Regions from separate parts of the Mus musculus genome. Here all the other regions are linked to region 2. Evidence: chromatin contacts called from public HiChIP or PLAC-seq data. All regions are on one chromosome and are shown on one strand. Each heading gives the region's core, a stretch centred on a gene start, on an enhancer-like site or on the middle of the called end of the contact. The rest is flanking DNA. Distances are from core to core; before and after follow the strand shown.

Region 1 (3,578 bases), core at 36-2,535, 280 kb before region 2:
TGCCGCTGAGCTGTATCAACCTTTGTAGATGCCTTCTGTTTCGTTTGAGACAGGGTCTCATCTCACTATGGCCCTGCCATTGCCTCTCAGTGCTGGGATTAAGGTTGTATCACCATGCCCAACCTTGGTTTTGTGCTTTTGAGACAGGGTTTTCTATGAGTACTAGGCTGGCTTTGTACTTAACTGCCCCAGGCTAGCCCCAGTAGTCCTTCCCCAGACTTCAGTGCTGGGATTGCAATGTTACCATTGTTATTTAGACAGAGTTTCACTTGGTAATTCTGGTTGGCCTGGAACTCTGTGTGTGTGTGTGTGTGTGTGTGTGTGTGTGTGTGTGTATGCGTGTGTATGCATGCGAGTGTATGCGTGTGTATGCCTGTGTATCAATCAAGCTGGCCTTGAGCTTACTGAGGCCTTTGGTGGCATATCTCTTCATCGCAGCTCTAAGAGAGGCTGCAGCAGGAGGACTTTGAGTTTGAAGTGAGCCCTTGCTGTATATAGAGATCTTGTCTCAGAAGACTGAAAGGGGAAGGAAAGACAACGGTCCCCACCCCCACGGGCTTTGATTCCTGGGCCAGGCCCTTGAAATGTAGAGTTTAACTTGTATGTGTGTGCTGAGTGCTCTTCATATCTACAAGGACATAGGTAACAGCAGGTTGAATCAGACCCTGCTAGGAGCTCGGGCAAACAGTCTAAGAACATTCTTAGAGGTAGCTGGCCAACTGCCGGAGAAGGAAATTGGTTTTAAGGACTGAATGTTGCAGGCTTGGAGGTCAGAACATAACTGGTCAAAAAGTGGTTTGGGTTCATTTTTTGAAAAAGATTTTTAATTTTGATTATGTATGTGTACATGACTATGGGTGCCCGTGGAGGTCAGAAGAGTTAGATCTTCCTGAAGTGAGTTACAGGTATTCAGGTCTGCTGCAAGAACAGTGTGTGGTATCAGCCATCTCTCCAGCCCTGGGTAATTATCTATTTATTGATAAATACCCTGGGGTTGGACGTCCGTGCCTAACAAGACAACCCAACTCTTTCCTTGGTGTGTCCCTTGTTGGGTTAAGGCTGGCCCTCTGATTTTAGTTAGTTGCACAGTGACCTGGGGTCTGGAACCATCCAGAACAGCTCCACTCCCCTGCCATAGGCAGGACAGCTCTGCTCCCTCGCCTGTTTGAAAACCGCCATGTGTGCCTCTATGATGTTTTCCCTGCCCTCCTATCATGTGGGTCCTGGGGTTCACCCACTGAGCCAACCCCTCCCCCACATTGTTTTCCTTTTGAGATAAGAGGCTCACAACTCAGACCATTCTCCTTCCTCTGCCTCCCTAAAGTATGGTTTCTAAGTGTGCCGCCACAGCTCAGTGCTCCCACTTCTCTTTCCAGTGGGCTGCCCTGCCGGTGTCTTTCCTTTTCACTGCCTTAGCTCTTGTGGTTAAAGTGCAGGTATGAGTCTCTGTTCTGTGCCCTCAGATCCCTAGCCACTGCTGGGATGGTGCCCGTAGGGTGGTGCACCTCTGTCTTAGGGACAGCTCACTGGGTAGTGTGCTGGGCACTGAATAAGATGCTAAGTTTGTTACCTGGATCTGGGTCAGGGTTACTTTCAGACCTCTGTCACCAGGCTAAAGCAGGCTGACTGAATGTGGTTTCCGTGTCAAGTTCCTGGAAGGCAAAACAAACACAGGGTCTGCTGTGGCTCAGGCTTGTGATTGCAGGCTATGCTCCCAGAAACCTGATGACTTTGGTCATTATAGCAAGTCCCCAGTAAAGATGGAAGTGGGCAGTGTTAGCAGTCAGTGTTAGTTAGCCTGCTTCCTGGTCTGCTGGGGTTCGAGCCTGCTGGCCTCTGGTTCCTCATGTGCCTGCTACTAGGCACCATATTTTTCCTCACTGGGGGTAGCACCAGGCAGTATGGTTTTTGTTTTGGAACATGGTTCTGTAGCTCAGGCTGGCCTGGAACCCAGGTTAGGCCTCGGGTAGTATGTATAGCTTAGCTCTTAGGAACCTTTGCCAAGTGACCCCCACCCCCATTACTCAGCCTGGGCTGGGCTGGGCTGGGCTGGGCTGGGCTGGGCTGGGCTGGGCTGGGCTGGGCTGGGCTGGGCTGGCCTCTGGGAAGTTGGGCTTGAGAACATGCTGCTTTTGTGAGTTGGGGTGCGTGTGCGCGCCTGTGCGTGTTTGTGTGGTGGCCGGCAAGGCTGGAGTACGGGCAGAAGATGCAGGACCGTGTGCCCAGCTCCTTAGTTCATTCCCTTAGTCTTTAGGAAGAGCCTGCTCATGGATGTCTGTGTGGGGTACATGTTTGTGGGATGCAAACATGGACTTCCTGGGTGTCCAAGGTGAAGCAGTGTGGCCACGGGGTTTTCATGGTTGATTGAAGCCACGTGCCTCTTGTTTTCATCAGAGGTTGGGGGCAGCATCCTGATACCTGCCAGAGTTTGGTCCTCATGCTAGCCCATCTTCTGCGTCTGATAAAAATCCTCTGTGTAGCCCAGGCTGGCCTCAAACTCACCATCCCCTGCTTCAGCCTCCTGAGTGCTACGGATTACTCCAGTCAGATTTTGAGGACTCAGAACCTGACACTAGACAGGACACGTGCCTCCTGTCAGTCCTATGACTTAGGGCAGGCTCTCCCTGGCCAGCCATTCTGCGATACAGTCTGTATTTCTTGGGCTAGGGAGACCCAGTGATCTCTCAGCCAGCAGGCAGAGCTAGTCCTTAACTCTGCGTACTTATGTATTGGGCGGTTTTCCTTTAGCTCTGACCAGCCCTGTCCAAGACCCGAAGACATGCTCTGGGGGCTCAGCAGTGCTGTGCAGAGATGTGAAGACGGCGGTGGACTGTGGGGCCGTGAAGCACTGCCAGCAGATGGTCTGGAGCAAGCCCACAGCGGTGAGTGCCCGCTCCCAGTGTCTATGCAGAGCACTTGGTCCTTGCCCCTGCCCCTGCCCCTGCCCCTGGTTGTACTCTGCTTACCTTTCCTGTCCCACAGGCACCTTGTCTCTTGGTGACCCACTCACCTGTGGGCCCTCAGGGTCTACCCCCTGTCCCGGGTGAGGGTCGTGGTGCAGGCACAGGCATACCCAGCATTCACCACTCATCTCAGGAAGTCCAGATTCCGTCTGCTCGCCTTCCCTGTCGTCCCCCCCCCCCCCCAGGCTGGCCACTGACTGACCCCTGAGACTCTGCTGTAGCCACACTGGGCAATGGCTGCTGCCTTCACCATGATGGTGATGAATGAACATGCTACTGTGGGGCTCTGAGAGGTGGAGGTTCTTCTGTGTACCTCCGAGACCAAGCAGAGAATGACGGCATTCTAGGACCCACTGGTGGGATGGACTGAGTGTGACTTAGTGGAGATTGGGTTCTGGGAGCCCAATTTTAGCAAGAGAAGAAAACTTGAATAAATATGGCCTAATGAATCACTCACCTTGTGGCTAACTTTCTAATGTGGGTTCTCATTTGTTTTCGGTTATGGTTTGAGTATTGCTTTATCTTACCGAGTTTCCTGTGCGATGAGTGGAGGCTTCAGAGATTAGGACAGCCTTGGGGTGGGGGTGGGGGCACTGTCGTGCCAAGTGTCCAGAC
Region 2 (3,627 bases), core at 1,058-3,557:
GTTGGCCTTGAGCGGCAGCATCTGTAAACTCACATGCATCTCCCTAAGCATCCGCAAGCCTCCTGGGCAAAGTGTAGCCTGCACAAAGCCGCCAGCATCCCTAAAGAGGCTGAGTTCGTGCAAACTGGACTGCGCCTTCACCTCCCCTAGGAGGGATAAGGGGAACTGGAGTGTGGAGGGAGGCCTGGAGTCTGGCCCGGCTGCTCGATTTCATTCACCGTTCCCAGCTACGTTGTCTCACTGGAGGCACCGGGCTGTGGAGGGAGAAGTCGAGTGCTTTTCAATTTCACGCCAGGTATCAGTGGCCAGGCCCTGGCTGGTCTTATCTCCCTGGCTTCCTGCCCAGGTGGGGGTCCGCTGAGCTCAGCTTCGCTGTAAAGACCACAGCGAGGCTACCTCTAGAGCAGGACTTATGGTCAATGGAGACTGAAGCACTCTGGCATCGACAGGCAGGTGGGATGTGAGGCCAGGGTCCTGCTGTAGGAGGCGGTGGGCTTGGGGCTGACGATCTCTATACATATTATGCCACTGAAGATAGTGGTTCAAGCGCCAATCAGGGTCACGGTGAGCCGTGACTTTTAGGGTGGAAGATGCTTAGCAACAATCTTTACTTTCTTTATTTCCCCCACGTGAGGAAGCAGATGCTCTGGAAAAAGCAGATGTCCCAGAGAAATATGTGACAGAACTGAATCTAGCTCCAGCTGTGGGGCCGAGATCCCAGGATGCCCCTCAGTAAGCAAGGTCAACTGTGTATCTCTACACAACTACATAGAACACTCCAGAGGGTCTCCACCTGCTGAGAGACCGCAGCTACAGCATCCCTCCCTGCTGCAGGGAGGTAAGATGCTTCCCTCCGATGGCCTCGGTTTTCTTATCTGGAGAATGGAAGCAGGAAGAGTATCAAGTACAAAAAAACATCCTTAGGATCCTCTACAGATCAAATCAGGGGCCAGGGAGAGATGGCTCAGCAGGTAAAAGTCCTCGATGCGCAAGCCTCATGACCTAGGACCTGTGCTGGAGAGAGAGAACAGACTCCTGCAAGTCATTATCTGATTTCCACACTGTGGTATGCACATGGCTGTGTGTTTAACTCACTCTCACATTCACTCAAACACACAGACTGGCAGGCAGGCAGACAGACAGACTGGATAGATAAAAATCAAAGTATTAGGGGGTGAACAATCTATGGTTGAGGCTGGACTTGGCCCACACAGCCTGTGTTTGTGCACGTCACCAACGTTTCCACGCGTGTGTTGGGGGGGGAGGGAATCTGGAGATAGTATTTCATAGCTCATGGAAATTGCATAAGATCCGAGCTCAGCATCTGTGGCCTAGCCATGCTCATGCATCTTTCAGGTGTGCCCAATCCTGTGATGCTGACATCTGTCATCTCTGAACATTTCCAAAGTTCATGTTCCAGACCCATGCAGTCTAATCACCATAAATAGATAGATAGATAGATAGATAGATAGATAGATAAAAATTATCATCATGTTTTAGTAAGCTTTACAGTTAAACATTTGTGTCACATTTATTGTCATCCTTGGTCACATGGCCTGTATCCAGTGTGTGTGTCCCAGGCTGGACTTACCTGTATATATACCATCTATAATTGCTTTTGTGTGGCCAGGAAGCTTAATGGTTGCAACAGAGACCCTAGGAGAATTCTAACTACTTACTAGGCGGTGCTTTGTAGAAGGTGTCCACTAGCCCGTAAGCTGGGTCCAGGTTCCAAGCCCCAACAGGGAGCACAATGAAAAAGAACAGCTGTGGGATGACTTTCTTTACATGCGAATGCGAGACGCAGGAAAAGATGCAGGGTTCCACCTACATGCCCACAGGGGTGCCTCAATATCTGTAGTGAACAGACTTCCCTTTCAACATCTCCCCACTGTGTCCAGCTTCAGAGCTGGGGTGGGGGTGGGGGTCTAAGCTTGCCTTGCCAGAGTCTCTGCTCCTACAGGTCCACGGGGCTCCCTGCCCAGCTGGCTGGGGCTTGAGCGAGCATGTTGTCGATAAGCGGGTGTCTGCGTGGCTGGAGGAGAGGAATCAGAGCGGGTAATTGCCGCGTGAAGATGACAGCGCAGCGATTTATCCACCCCAAACCAGGCTCCCGCATACCAAGAGGCAACCTGCAGCTGAGAATCGATACCGCCCCAGAGGAGGGATTATTAGGGACAGAAGGGGGCTGGAAGGATCCATATGAACCTGATGGCTGTCTATTTCGAAAGAGGCTACAAGCTGCATGAGAAGCATGCGCTCTCGGGAGTGTTTGCTCTGCCAGGGAAAGCCAGGCTGGCGGAAGCTGTGGGGCCCTCTCTAAAACCCACTTCCTGAAACCCAAGGACTGGAGAGGTAACGAAGGTCTCAAGAGTCAGGCTAAGGGACAGAAACGGCAATGGGAACCCAGGAGGGAGTCGTCTTTCTAAGGCCCGACATAGAACCTTGTTGGAGTCCCAGCTCCATCTCAGTTCTCTGTAGGATGGGAAGTTACCGAGCATTGTGAGGCCACTAGCCCGGGGGGATGCTGGGAATTCCCAGGTTAGGGCCACAGCCAGCAGTGGCTGGAGAAGGGAATGGGGATTTTCAATTCTGAAAGTCTTCCCTGTCTCATTTGGGACTTTCTCTCTTGTCATTTTCCAAAGCAGTTTGGGAAAGGTTGAAATGGGGAGACCACTGCCCCAGTATCTTCTGGGGAGATGAGTATACAACTTCTTGGGATAGTGGGGGCCAGATAGGCTCATCCACAAGAGTCTATGTGTAGTCATATGTGGGGGATCCCAGCTGCCATCACTCTCCAAGGACCATGGATGCTGGGATGGAGTGCACACTCTGTGACTAAAATCTAGAAAGCACAGACACATTTTGTGCCACAAAATGAAGAAAAGAGCTGCCATCTGCTCTCCTCTGACTTGGTGGGTTCTCCCAGTGCAGCCCCAGGAGCCCAGAGGCCTAGAAAAATATGCACTCTGGTCTTTGAGAGAGCCCCAGGCCTTGCACTTTACCCTAACAACTGGAGGCATCTCTCTACGACTTGACTCTGAGGTTGTGAGAGCTCCCCAGTGCTCAGTGAGTGGCCAGTCCCAGGCTACCCTCTCAAGACTCCCAGGTTCCCAGAAAAAAAAGAGGCCCATGGTTTCAACTAGGATCCTGGCAGAAAAAGTGTTAAGAAGCCATGGATGCTTGCTCTTCTGCTAGGTGCATCCCACCCTCCGGGAGTAGAGAAGGAAGGAAAAGGTGAGCAGAGATGGAGAAGGAGAAAAGGCTGGAGGAAAAGAGACAAAGAAGAGGGGTCAGAGAACAGGGTAAATGGAAGAAGAGGAGGAAGAGAGGTCACATGGAGAGAGGAGGGGGGAGGAGGAGGAGGAGGAGGAGAGGCAGGGGGAGGGATGAAGGCGGAGGGCCTGGGAACTTGAACTCAGGCTTGGAGTGTGTCTATCAGTTGCCACAAGGGCAGGGAAGTGGGTGCTGAGCCACAGAGCATGGCTTGCTTGGCTTGGAAGTGACACCCTGGTTTTTAGGAGGGTTGCTTCCTTGCTTGGAGAGACCTGGGTTCCAAGTTGCCGGTAGGCTGGGCTCGAAAGTAAGCCAGTTTTGCCCTAGAGCCCCCAGAGTACATCAGTGTGT
Region 3 (3,876 bases), core at 694-3,193, 310 kb before region 2:
TTTATGTTGACTTGACACAAGCCGAAGTCATCTGTGAGGGAGAAACCCCAGCTAAGAAAATGTCTCTCTAAGATCTGGTGAGCCTGTAGGCATTTTCTTAACTCGTGATTAATGGGGAAGAGCATAGGCACTTGTGGGTGGTGCTACCCCCGGGCTGGTGATCTTGGGTTCTATCAGAAAGCAGGCTGAGCAAGCCATGGGGAGCAAGCCAGTAAACAGCACCCCTCCGAGGCCTCTGAGTCAGCTCCTGCCTCCAGGTTCCTGCCCTGCTTGAGTTCCTGCGCTGGCTTCCTTCGGTGATGAGCAGTGATGTGGAAGACTGAGCCGTAACCTTTCCTCCCTAGTTTGCTTTTGCTCACGGTGTTTCACCAAAGCAATAACAATGCCAACTAAGACGATTCCACAGCACGTGTGCAGAGATCAGATGACAGCCTCGTGTTCTCTGGTCCACAGGACTCGGTTTGCCAGGCTTGTGTGGCCACTGACGTCACCTGCGGAGCCATCTTGGGGACTTGGATTGATTTGTTTTTGTTTTGTTGTTTTGTTTTGTTTTGTTTTGAGTCAGGGTCTTTCCTTGTAGATCTGGCTTTCCTGAACCCCACCTCAGTAGACCAGGCTGGCCTCTGAACACATAGAAAGCCAGGCTGTTTCCAACCTGGGACCCCAGAGCTGGGGCAGGCAGATACAGGATGCCTACCTATCTAGCTGAAAAGAGCTGTGGGTTCCAGGTTCAACAAGGGATCCCATCTTAGCCAGAGGTGGAGGTGTACCCCTATAATCCCAGCACCTAGGAGGGAGAGGCAAGTGGGTTCTTGTGATCTCAAAGCCAGCTTGCTCTATATCGAAAGTACAGGTTAGACCTGGTCTCCACGGGGCAAGGAGGAACAGACAGACCGATTGAGACCCTCTCTCCAGGTAGGGAGGAAGACCCCACCATCCTGGTCTCCCTGTCTCCCCATTCAAGGGAATTTTTTTAAAAAAAGATTTATTTATTACATGTAAGTACACTGTAGCTGTCTTCAGACACACCAGAAGAGGGCGTCAGATCTCGTTACAGATGGTTGTGAGCCACCATGTGGTTGCTGGGATTTGAACTCTGGACCTTCGGAAGAGCAGTCGGGTGCTCTTACCCACTGAGCCATCTCACTAGCCCCCTCAAGGGAATTTTTTTAAAAAGATTTATTTATTATATGTAAGTACACTGTAGCTGTTTTCAGAGACACAGAGGGCATCCAATTTCATTAAGGATGGTTGTGAGCCACCATGTGGGTGCTGGGGACTGAACTCAGAACCTCTGGAAATGCAGACAGTGTTTGTGAATAACCACAGAGCCATCTCTCTAGCCCCAGGCTTTCTTTAATTTTAATAAAAAAAAAAAAAAATTAGGGGGCTGGAGAGCTGGCTCCGTGGTTAAGAGCACTGGTTGCTCTTCCTGAGGACCTGGGTTTGATACTCGGCACCCACACGGCAGCTAGCTCCAAGGATCTGATGCCCCCTTCTGGTCTCTGAATGCACTGGGCATGCAAGTGGCACACAGACATACACACAAGCAGAACACTCATACACATGAAATAAACTAAAAATAAAAACAAAAATTAAAATTAAAAAAAAAATAGTGGAAGGGTTGAGGGGAGGCACAGATTTGTGGAGGAGGTCCCGGGAGTCAAACCCAGGTCTCCAGGCCTATAAGGTGCCTCAACCCTGGTAGGCACCACAGAGCCTGTCCTGGACTTGTCCTCTTCAGGGGAGGGGCTTCTCTAACTTCCGGACTGCCCTTCATTGTCTGTTCTATTTTGCCTCATCTGAACTTCACTGAAGAGGAGACTGAAGGCAGAGAGAGGGAGGGGGCTCCTTCCAAAGTTGTAAACTGGACCACACTGGCCCAGGCAGGCCAGAACATACTGGAGAGAGATGGCCCCTCGGCAGATGGCCTCTTGCTGCAAATGGCTTCTTGGGCCCTAGAAAGATCGCCCTGAGGACAGGCAGGGTGTGTGTGACCTCATAGTGTGTGAATGATCTGAATAATAGCGACCGACCCAGAGCTCCAGCTGCTGCTGGTTAGCAGGGCAGGCACACCTATCCCTAGAGCACTACTGTGTGTGTGTGTGTGTGTGTGTGTGTGTGTGTGTGTGTGTGTGTGTGTGTGTGTATGTGTGTGTGTGTGTGTTTGTGTGTGTGTGTGCATGTGCCAACTGTGCACAAGTATGGCCCCACTCAGGCCTAGGGCAATGAGGGTGCTCCTGCTCCGGCTAGGGGAACCCATCACCCCTGCCTGTCCCATGGGTAAGGTTTCTGATCCCTTTTCTCAGGAAAGCTGTAGTGCAGGTGACTGGCTTTGCACACAGTAGTAATTTCGAAAGAGGATGGATATTGCTCAGGGCTACAGGCTCAAGGAGTCTTGTGCAATGTTGGGGGCAGGGGAGGAGGTGGTGGCCAGAAACTGTTGGTGTCGCTTCCCTAAGCATCCTGGGCTGCTCTCCCCAGCTTAACCTCCAAAAATGCCCTGTGTGGGGGAACAGAGGTCAGGAGGTGGCTCAGCTTTTTGTTGGGCGAGGATCCAGGAAGCAGCAGACCAAAGACTGATTTAACCAATCAGTTGGTTGACTGATTGACTGATTGGGTTTTGAGATAGGGTTTTGGGTGGCTGTGGCTGGCCACAGCTTCTCTAGGTAGCCAAAGCAGGCCCTGAGCTCACAGAGACCCACCTACCTCTGCCTCTGGAATGCTGGGATTAAAGGCATGTATATCACCACTGCCCAGACCTATTTATTATTTACTGAGACTCCCTCATTCTGTAGCCCAGGCTGGCCTGAAACTTGTAGTAAAAGCCTTCTTCCTCAGCTTTCTTTAGTGCTGAGGTCACAGGCACAGATCACACCCATCTGGAATTCTTGGAACCTAGGGAACCCACCTTACTTACAGTGATTAGCTAAACCGCACCCTTCACATACCTGCGATCCCTGTTACAACAGAAACAGATTTTTTTTTTCAAACAAAGCTTAATGCTTCACTGTTGTAATCCCGGCCATCAGCACCAAAGTGAGGATGGAGACTTCCGGGTTAGCCTGGTCCACACAGCAAGATGCTGTAGCCAACAGTAAGCTTTAAATATTCAGCCTTATTAAGGCTGCAAATATAAGTTGCTTTCAGATAGAGGCCTTTTTACGTTTCCCCTCCTCTTCATCCTTTCTTTTTCTTTCTCCCTGCTTCTCTCCCTCCCACAATTACTCTCCATAGATTACAGCATATTGCTGTTGTAATCTGTGGACTGTTGGAAACAGAAGCAGACACCCACAGCCAAACATGGGTCAGAGGTCAGGGACCACAATGTAAGAGTTGGGGGGAGGATCGAAGGAGCTGAAGGGGATGGGAACCCCACAGGAAGAACAGCAGAGTCAACTGACCCGGACCCCTGGGAGTCTCAGAGACAGAGCCACCAGCTGAAGAGCATACACGGGCTGGACCAAGGCCCCTGGCACATGGGTAGCATACGTGCAGCTCAGTCTTCGTGTGGGTCCTCCTACAACTGGGGCTGAGGCTCGTCTCTAAAGCTGTAGCCTAACTGTGGCCCAACCGGGCTGTCTTGTCTGAGCTCACAGAGACCCACCTACCTCTGCCTCTGGAGTGCTGGGATTAAAGGCATGTATATCACCACTGCCCAGACCTATTTATTATTTATTGAGACTGAGACTCCTTATTCTGTAGCCCAGGCTGGCCTGACACTTGTGGTAAGCCTTCTTCCTCAGCTTTCTTTAGTGCTGAGATCTCAGGCACAGATCACACCCATCTGGAATCCTTGGTGGAAGAGGATGCACCCAACCCTGCAGACTTGATGTGCCAGCATAGAGAGGATCCCTGACGGAGGCCTGTCCTCTC

The links. HiChIP or PLAC-seq counts read pairs in DNA pulled down with a chosen protein or histone mark.
Region 1: a contact with region 2 is called in an H3K27ac HiChIP or PLAC-seq map of microglia, with 5 times the contacts expected there. The contact joins two enhancer-like sites. A contact is called at or near these places in 3 of 115 datasets of contacts at active chromatin or transcription factors (bone marrow-derived macrophages, embryonic stem cells and microglia) and 1 of 9 other capture datasets (embryonic stem cells).
Region 3: a contact with region 2 is called in an H3K4me3 HiChIP or PLAC-seq map of bone marrow-derived macrophages, with 2.8 times the contacts expected there. The contact joins two enhancer-like sites. A contact is called at or near these places in 2 of 115 datasets of contacts at active chromatin or transcription factors (acute myeloid leukemia and bone marrow-derived macrophages).

The regions. Positions count from the first base shown.
Region 1 is chr10:60,288,891-60,292,468 of GRCm38.p6, forward strand. Psap (prosaposin) reads left to right here. Exons shown (of 15, transcript NM_011179.3): 2 at 2,749-2,882. Among named protein-coding and RNA genes, the nearest start is that of Psap, 13 kb to the left of the region's middle. Within about 2 kb of position 1,286, at least 89 of the 459 cell types and tissues checked have an H3K27ac peak or open chromatin away from gene starts, as enhancers often do. A contact at or near this core is called in bone marrow-derived macrophages and microglia, where this site is marked.
Region 2 is chr10:60,564,579-60,568,205 of GRCm38.p6, forward strand. All of the region lies in intron 7 of Cdh23 (cadherin 23 (otocadherin)), which reads right to left. Among named protein-coding and RNA genes, the nearest start is that of Gm51803, 120 kb to the right of the region's middle. Within about 2 kb of position 2,308, at least 68 of the 459 cell types and tissues checked have an H3K27ac peak or open chromatin away from gene starts, as enhancers often do. A contact at or near this core is called in acute myeloid leukemia, bone marrow-derived macrophages and microglia, where this site is marked.
Region 3 is chr10:60,250,403-60,254,278 of GRCm38.p6, forward strand. No RefSeq gene overlaps it. Among named protein-coding and RNA genes, the nearest start is that of Psap, 25 kb to the right of the region's middle. Within about 2 kb of position 1,944, at least 78 of the 459 cell types and tissues checked have an H3K27ac peak or open chromatin away from gene starts, as enhancers often do. A contact at or near this core is called in acute myeloid leukemia and bone marrow-derived macrophages, where this site is marked.